Linked DNA regions of Siniperca chuatsi: region 2 is linked to region 1. A link is a contact called in public Hi-C data. All regions are on one chromosome and are shown on one strand. Each heading gives the region's core, a stretch centred on a gene start, on an enhancer-like site or on the middle of the called end of the contact. The rest is flanking DNA. Distances are from core to core; before and after follow the strand shown. Region 1 holds the start of ptrhd1 (putative peptidyl-tRNA hydrolase PTRHD1). Region 2 overlaps ncoa1 (nuclear receptor coactivator 1).

Region 1 (3,476 bases), core at 407-2,906:
TATACGTTAACAACAGATTAGGTTAGACCACTCAAACATTGCAAAAACTACTTTTTGACGAGTCAGACCTTTAGAAACTTTAATACCGGTAGCTGGTGCCATGCAGAACACATGGTCCAGCTTTTTTATTATTGAAAGTATATATGTTAACATACTGTGGAAATATGAATGATCTACTTTTGTATCTAGCTATATTAAAATAAAATATCACAATCGCAAAACAAATGCTACGTTTGTGGGGTTTTGTACCACCAGTAAACCACAAAAGAACGTCATGTTTCTCAACTTTAATCTGGGAAGTTACAGGTGTTTGGATGCCCTGACAAATGCTGTGGCGCCCTCAGTAAGAGCACAACTTTCAGGTGTCCTCCTTTTATAGATGAAATTAGATACTGAAATGCCTGTGAGGCTTCCTCTCTGCGGACATGCACTGTAGAGTTCATAGATGGATGATGTCTGTCAAGGCCGTCATTTGAAGAGTTTGAACTTGCGCAGCAGCGGCTGGACAGTCTCTTTTGGATATGGCTTCAGGGCCAAGCAGGTGGGGATGTCCTCTGGTTGTTCAATCCAAAGCTTGTGGGCCACACCGGCCTGTGTTAGATTCTCTGATAGACCGGAGAGGGCGGCCTCGTCTGGAGCCTGGAGAGAAAAAATAAACACAAGTACAGTCAGCCAGGCTGTTAAAGACTGGACCACAGATCCCCATTACTTCACATTTCACTCCAGTGCTCCATGTGAGAAAACAAATATTTGTTGTTGATTTAGTGCTGAACTGTAAACCTGTCCAAACCACATGCTGCGGTGAAATTAAAACCTCTGAATGCAGCATGTATTTATACACGTTTTCTGATTCAAGTTTTTATTGAATTGCATCATGTTGAAATGTCCTATTTGGCTGGAATCTATTGAAGAGGGAGTTTCATCATGTTATTATCTAGTTGCTCTAACATTAAAGTTAGACTACTGACGTAAAGCTTGTATGGAGAAATACCATACTCCATTCGAAATTCCGTCGTTTAATAATTTATTTGCTTGTCAATACATATTTTTACCAGCTGGAAAACCAATCATGACCATTTTATACTCTTAAGGAGTCACTTTTAAATTCGGCACTGAGCTTACCCACCAGACAGAACTTTTCTAATTAGTAAAGGACTTTTAAAATCGCTTCACCTATGATAGCCAAGTTAGCTAAACACAGTGGTAGCTCGTGCAAACCGTTTAAAAATGACAATATAAAGAAAATTTATGCTGCCGAATAATACCACTAACCCGAACAGCTTTTATTTTGTTATTGCATAAATTGTGATAAACGATATAACCTCTGTACATATGTTGACAAACCATGCAGCACTAAACTGACGAATATTTGAATGGAGTCTGGCGTGACGTGCCGCGCTTACCCCAAGCACCACTTTATGCATGGCGTCCAGCTCTGCCAGGTACTGCTGTGTGTCCGGGTCTCCGTAATGAAGGTGAATGGCAGCGGTGGCAGCATGACAGGCCTGAGTTATAACGGCTCCCAGGGGCCAAGACAGCTTGTGAACCAGATCCGACCGGACAACAACATACTGGACTAACCGGCTAGGAGACCCGGCTCCCGTGGCTGCCATTTTCAGCCTGTACAGAAACGGATTCAGGGTTTGTTTATTTTCCGGTTCATCCGCTGTGTAGTTTATCATTAAACGATATTACAACGTTACTGCCCTCTACCGGTAAAACTTCATGGTTAAACATACAGTCGGCCTACTTGTGGTACCAGCAAGGGAACAATCTCTATTCTTAATTTCAAACAAAAGAAACTTTCAACAAATGAATTGTGTGTCTATATTCTGTTAAAACGTTTAGGAAATGAAGGGAGGGCCTGTTGTATATACTGTATGATGTGGGTTTGTTATAGCCCCCTCTTTCAGCCCATTATCTCCCCTCCCAAAATAGTTTACAAGATGTGTGCCCATAAAGGTAACTTACTTTTTAAAATGTCTTTGTAGTTTAAACAGCTGGGTAAAGCACCTTTTTCTTCTGTCCTCCTCCTCTTCCTCTTTATCTTGTTCTTCTTCATCATCATCTTCTATACTTTTTCTTATGGCTTTTTGGCAAACTAGACACCTGTTGGCATGTCGGCGTCTCGCAATTACTCACCGTCTTTCTTTTGGCTCAGTATTGATGCTTAAAAGATCCAATAACACAATATGCAACAATGAAAACGGCATTCTGGGGATTCCCTATAAACTTTACACATTACAATGTTTGTTCCTTCACCATCTCACTTTGTATATTGCATATTTTTCTGTTGTGCTGTCATGATCAAACAGCTCTATCTGGGTTTAAAACAATATATTTTAAAGTGTCAACTAGTTCCTTTTATGTCAAACTTGTGGTAAAGACAGTGACACCTCTGCCGATGGTCCAGTGGCAATATAATGACACTGGGAGAAACCCTATCACTGAAATCAGCCTGGGGAGAGATTTACTCCCTAACATAATTAGGAAAAGGTTCTTCAGTGTACTGTCTGTATTGCAGTATTATATTCTATTGGCAGTAGTTATACCTCTTTAAAAGAAATACCCCAGGCTGAGGGTGTATGGAAGTTTATTAATAACAAAAATATTGAGCGAGCACAAGACAAATCCAAGTTTTTATCAGTCAACAAGTTAAGATTTGACAGAAATCAGGGGCAGATTTGCATGTGAAAAATACATTTTGAAAGCACGCAAAGACAAAATTGTAGACTTAATCAAACTTTTAAACTTAAGAGATATTGTGTCACCATTGAGCGAACATTAGGGCTTTATTTACTCATTGTCTTCAAAGCTGTGGACTTATACGTTTGTCTCTCCTGTGCTGAGAACAGAGCAAAACTCATTGGATTTGACCAGAAAGTGAAGTTTCAACCCTGTAAGACCCATCTGACTAAAGCCAAACTCCTCTCAGTGTTTCATCAGCTTTTATTATTAGTCTAAAATACTTTAACTGTGCCTGTTGGTAAGCACTCTCTCACGTTCTCAAGTACTCTGAGAAAAAACAAAAATTCAAACTGGCCACACATCGAACATTTCTCAAAATTTGTCATTGCTCAATATTTTTGTCCTTAATAAACTTCCATAATCTTGCATCTCTTAAAATACTGACTTTGAATGAAATGTAAACCGCAATTTAATCCAAATAAATGACAAACAAACACAAGTAAATGTCACAATAATTATTTATTAAGCATACACATTATAATATAAATATAAAATATGCTATTTTTGTTTTTAAAATTGGTGAGACATCATTATATCTGTGTTGAGACAGACAACCATACAAACAGGTTTTAATATTCTACCAAAATCTGCTGAAACTTCTATGCAGCTGTAACAAACTTGCCATGATGGTGCCGTCCTAAAATCAGAGCCTGTATTCATGGAGCATATCAGAGAAGTGTAACTGATCTAGGATCAGGTCCATGTAAATGTCACCATAAATGAGGAGG
Region 2 (3,476 bases), core at 501-3,000, 53 kb before region 1:
TGTACAGTAAGCAGCACCTTGCTAAATTTAAACAGTAACATCAGACTAAAATCCTACTTTTGATGCCAAATGTTCACATTGCTTCAATTGTGTAGCATTGTACTGCTCTCTTCAACAGTATAGTGCAAAGCTATATCACTTGTGGGGTCATAAATGTAACAGAATACAGTCTGGCCACACCCAATGGTGATATTGAGTATGGTCATTTATGTAAGAGTACTAAAACGTCCAGCCTATAGAGGTCAGCTCAACAATGCCTAACTGCTACAGAAGATTTAGTGTCAAGTTACTAACAAATAGGGTTCACACAGTTGTCATTTTACAGGACATTTCTTGTACATTTTCAATGACTAACTGTGAATGTATTATGTTTTCTTGTATACCAGTGCTTGAACTGAATGGGTTGATAACTTCTGACTCTGGAAACAGGCTGTTGTCTTTGGGGGTCTGGAAGGGGTCTCCCTGTCCCTGGGACTGTGTCTGGCTTGGAGTGGGGGGACTGCAGAAATCAAAAGATGACTGACTCTGAAGGCTGCAGCCAGAGGGCGGGCCGCCATCACTGAGCCCTGGGAAACAAACACAAGCACATGGACATGGATGAGGAGTGTCTATAACATTTAGTGTATAATATTGATACACAGACTCACACTTTGAGACTTTTATAGATACATGATATTCTGCAATGTTCTGCAGTGTTGCAGAAAAGTAAACTGTTCTGGTTCCATGTGAGGTCTGTTGACACTGCAGTACCTCCTAATAGCCACTAGGGGGCATAGAACCTAACAATGTGTAGGTAAATAAATTAATTAATAAAATAAATAGAGGGACTTGTCTGGATCATAACTAATAATAATAATAATAATAATAATAATTAGAGAATGATCTAAAATCAAATAATTCATTAAAGACACTATTTTGTAATTTCTTGACATGAAAATGGTAAAACAATACTATTTTTTACCAACACTCAGCGGTTTGAATTAAATATTGATACTGCACTTCAATGTCCATAGATAGTATGCAGGTCGTATATTATGCTTAACTCTTCCCTCATCTTAATCACCCCCCCTCCCTGTTAAGTTGAAACTGTACCTCTGTTAGGAGTCCCGGGAGGCTCTCTCTTCACATTTATGTTGCGGGGAGTGCTGACCTCACTGGGCTGGAGCTGAGTGGGTGACTGCAGTTTGAGTTGGGGGGAAGGGGAGTGGAGCTGGGGTGACGACGATTGCAAGTGGGGAAGGGACTGGGGCTGGGACATAGGGGACTGGAGCTGAGGCACGGGGGACTGGAGTGGCGCTGGGGCCTGGTGTTGGGGGGCTGGAGACTGGAGTTGGGGGCCTCCTCCAGGGGTTGTTGAATCCTCACTACCCTGCTTGGCCCCACTTGGGCCTCTCAGGCCAGGCAGCAGCTGGGTGAGAGGGTCCATGTCAACAGGGCCACCAGACATCTGAGGGCGGGAAACAGAGAGTAAATCAGAAACAAATGAAAAGGGATAGTGATGAGGAAAAAGACGAATGAATGGTGTGATGGCATGAAAGAGTAAAGAATTAAATAATAATGGGTGGCAGAAAGGGGGGCAAACGATCAGTGACAGAGAGATGGGGAGTGACACAAGGTCAAAGACCAGTGAGCTTTAAAGGCTGCAGCTGGTAACTAAGCCTACAGTGGAGACAAAGTCCAAGAAAATAAACATTCAACATGATTTACAACGGCTGTCCGGCAACTGCCAATGCAGGAGCAAAGCTCAATACAGGGGAATTCCAATGCTTAATTGTAAAGTATTTTTTCTCACAAAGTTCCTGTGTAAATCTGAAAGCAACAATAGCATGCATGCATGAGTGCCACCCCTGAAGGAGCATGCACATTTCAATTATTAGGTTATTACAGTTATGATTCTCTGACGAGACCAAGTTGGACAGAGTCCAGTGTATTCTGAGCCAGTCGCTGGCTGTTGACAGTTGGGTTTACCACAAACACAATGAAGGTATGCTGAATGCATGTTCAGCTTAGTTTGATAAATATATGACTGCTGTAACAGGTTAATTGCTTGTCATGTTGGTCTGCATGAGGTGTTAGCTATAGTGGCTAAAAGTCATTCTGCTCTATCAGGCCAGCCCTACTACACTTTAACTGCTGTCACTCAGTTCAAATCACTTGGTGGTTGTGAAGATCAGCAATGCCTCTGGAGTAACCCCTGATAAGGCTTTTAAACTCAGTCTTGTCTATCTTTTATCCTACTCTGGCCTATAGCCCGACCGATACTCGATTTTTGAGGCAGATATGGATATAAAAATTTAAGATATTTAAAAAGGGGCCGTTCAGCCCAAAATCAATAACACATATTTTTCCTCTTACCTGTAGTGCTGTTTATCCATCTAGATTGTTTTGCTGTGAGTTGCTGAGTTTTGGAGATATCGGCCATAGAGATATCTGCATTTTTTTATATAATGGGACTATATGGCACTCGGCTTGTGGTGCCAAAAAAAATAAAATACATTTGAAAAACTCAACAGCAAGAGAAAAGGACAATTCAGGCAAAATATTTCAAATTACATGCGTGGGTTTTCCACAAGTGTGCAGGGCCTTTAAATGTATTTCTTTTAAAGAATCATGACCAAGATATGTACTGAGCGGGACATTATAAAGTTTAAAAAACAATGCTGATAATAGTGAAACTGTTTCTAATGACCTCAAGTCACATGAACTAGCTGTTCAGAAGTGCCAGAATATGTTTACCTGCCGAGATATACACACATACCAATGTACAGTATCTGCGATAAGCTAATACCAGCCAATATGTCATATGCTACACAGCCTGACCATCAACACCCAGGCACTGTTCAACACAGATAGTGATAATGTTTTTTGTTTACTAAACTTTTCTCTATTCTAAACATAAGAACATTCTCTCAGGATAACTGTCAAAGGTCAAATCTTTGGACTAGTTTAGGTTATAACAGTTCACCACAACACTGACAACAACTGTACCGTGGAGTCTCGGCTATCCCTGCGGCTGTCTCTGCGGTTCTCTCCGACGGGGCTTGATTTGGGACTGATGCAAGCCGAGCTGCTGGTAACTCCTGCAGGTTTGGATGCACCTCCTGCTGCAACAGTAGACCCCGTACAGGCCACTCCCTCCACGCTGGCTCTCTTCTCCACTTTTACCCTAACAGTCTGCAGGCTGAGAGCAGATGGAGGAGGCAGGTCCCCCAAGTCCTTCAAAAACAAAATACATTTCAGTTAGTATTTTTCATGGCGTCATGACTCAAGAGGACAAATAATATGTATATACAGTATATATAAAAATCGCTGATAAATTTGTGAAAATAATGACTCCTAAATACATACAAATGAAAATCCATAAAAATCTGAGCTAAGACAGGACAGAACCGTATATGTAAACTTTCAATATTAATTGCATCAAAAAATTAAGACATGTAAAGGGAATATTTATTGCTTACCTTTTCGTCTGTGTC

Evidence for each region. A called contact is a pair of places that touch in the nucleus more often than the background predicts.
Region 2: a contact with region 1 is called in a Hi-C map of liver, with 2.4 times the contacts expected there. The contact joins the enhancer-like site here to the promoter of ptrhd1 in region 1. A contact is called at or near these places in 2 of 3 Hi-C or Micro-C datasets (liver and skeletal muscle).

Annotation. Positions count from the first base shown.
Region 1 is chrLG16:23,640,741-23,644,216 of ASM2008510v1, reverse strand. It overlaps ptrhd1 (putative peptidyl-tRNA hydrolase PTRHD1), which reads right to left and starts at 1,656. Exons shown (of 2, transcript XM_044168932.1): 1 at 1,404-1,656; 2 at 273-639. The coding sequence starts at 1,613. The coding sequence ends at 469. It overlaps fam184ab (protein FAM184A), which reads right to left. Exons shown (of 22, transcript XM_044168929.1): 22 at 3,193-3,476.
Region 2 is chrLG16:23,693,920-23,697,395 of ASM2008510v1, reverse strand. It overlaps ncoa1 (nuclear receptor coactivator 1), which reads right to left. Exons shown (of 22, transcript XM_044168939.1): 11 at 3,462-3,476; 12 at 2,989-3,216; 13 at 1,093-1,447; 14 at 384-566. Among protein-coding and RNA genes, the nearest start is that of unc93a, 34 kb to the left of the region's middle. Within about 2 kb of position 1,750, the one cell type or tissue checked has an H3K27ac peak away from gene starts, as active enhancers do. A contact at or near this core is called in liver, where this site is marked.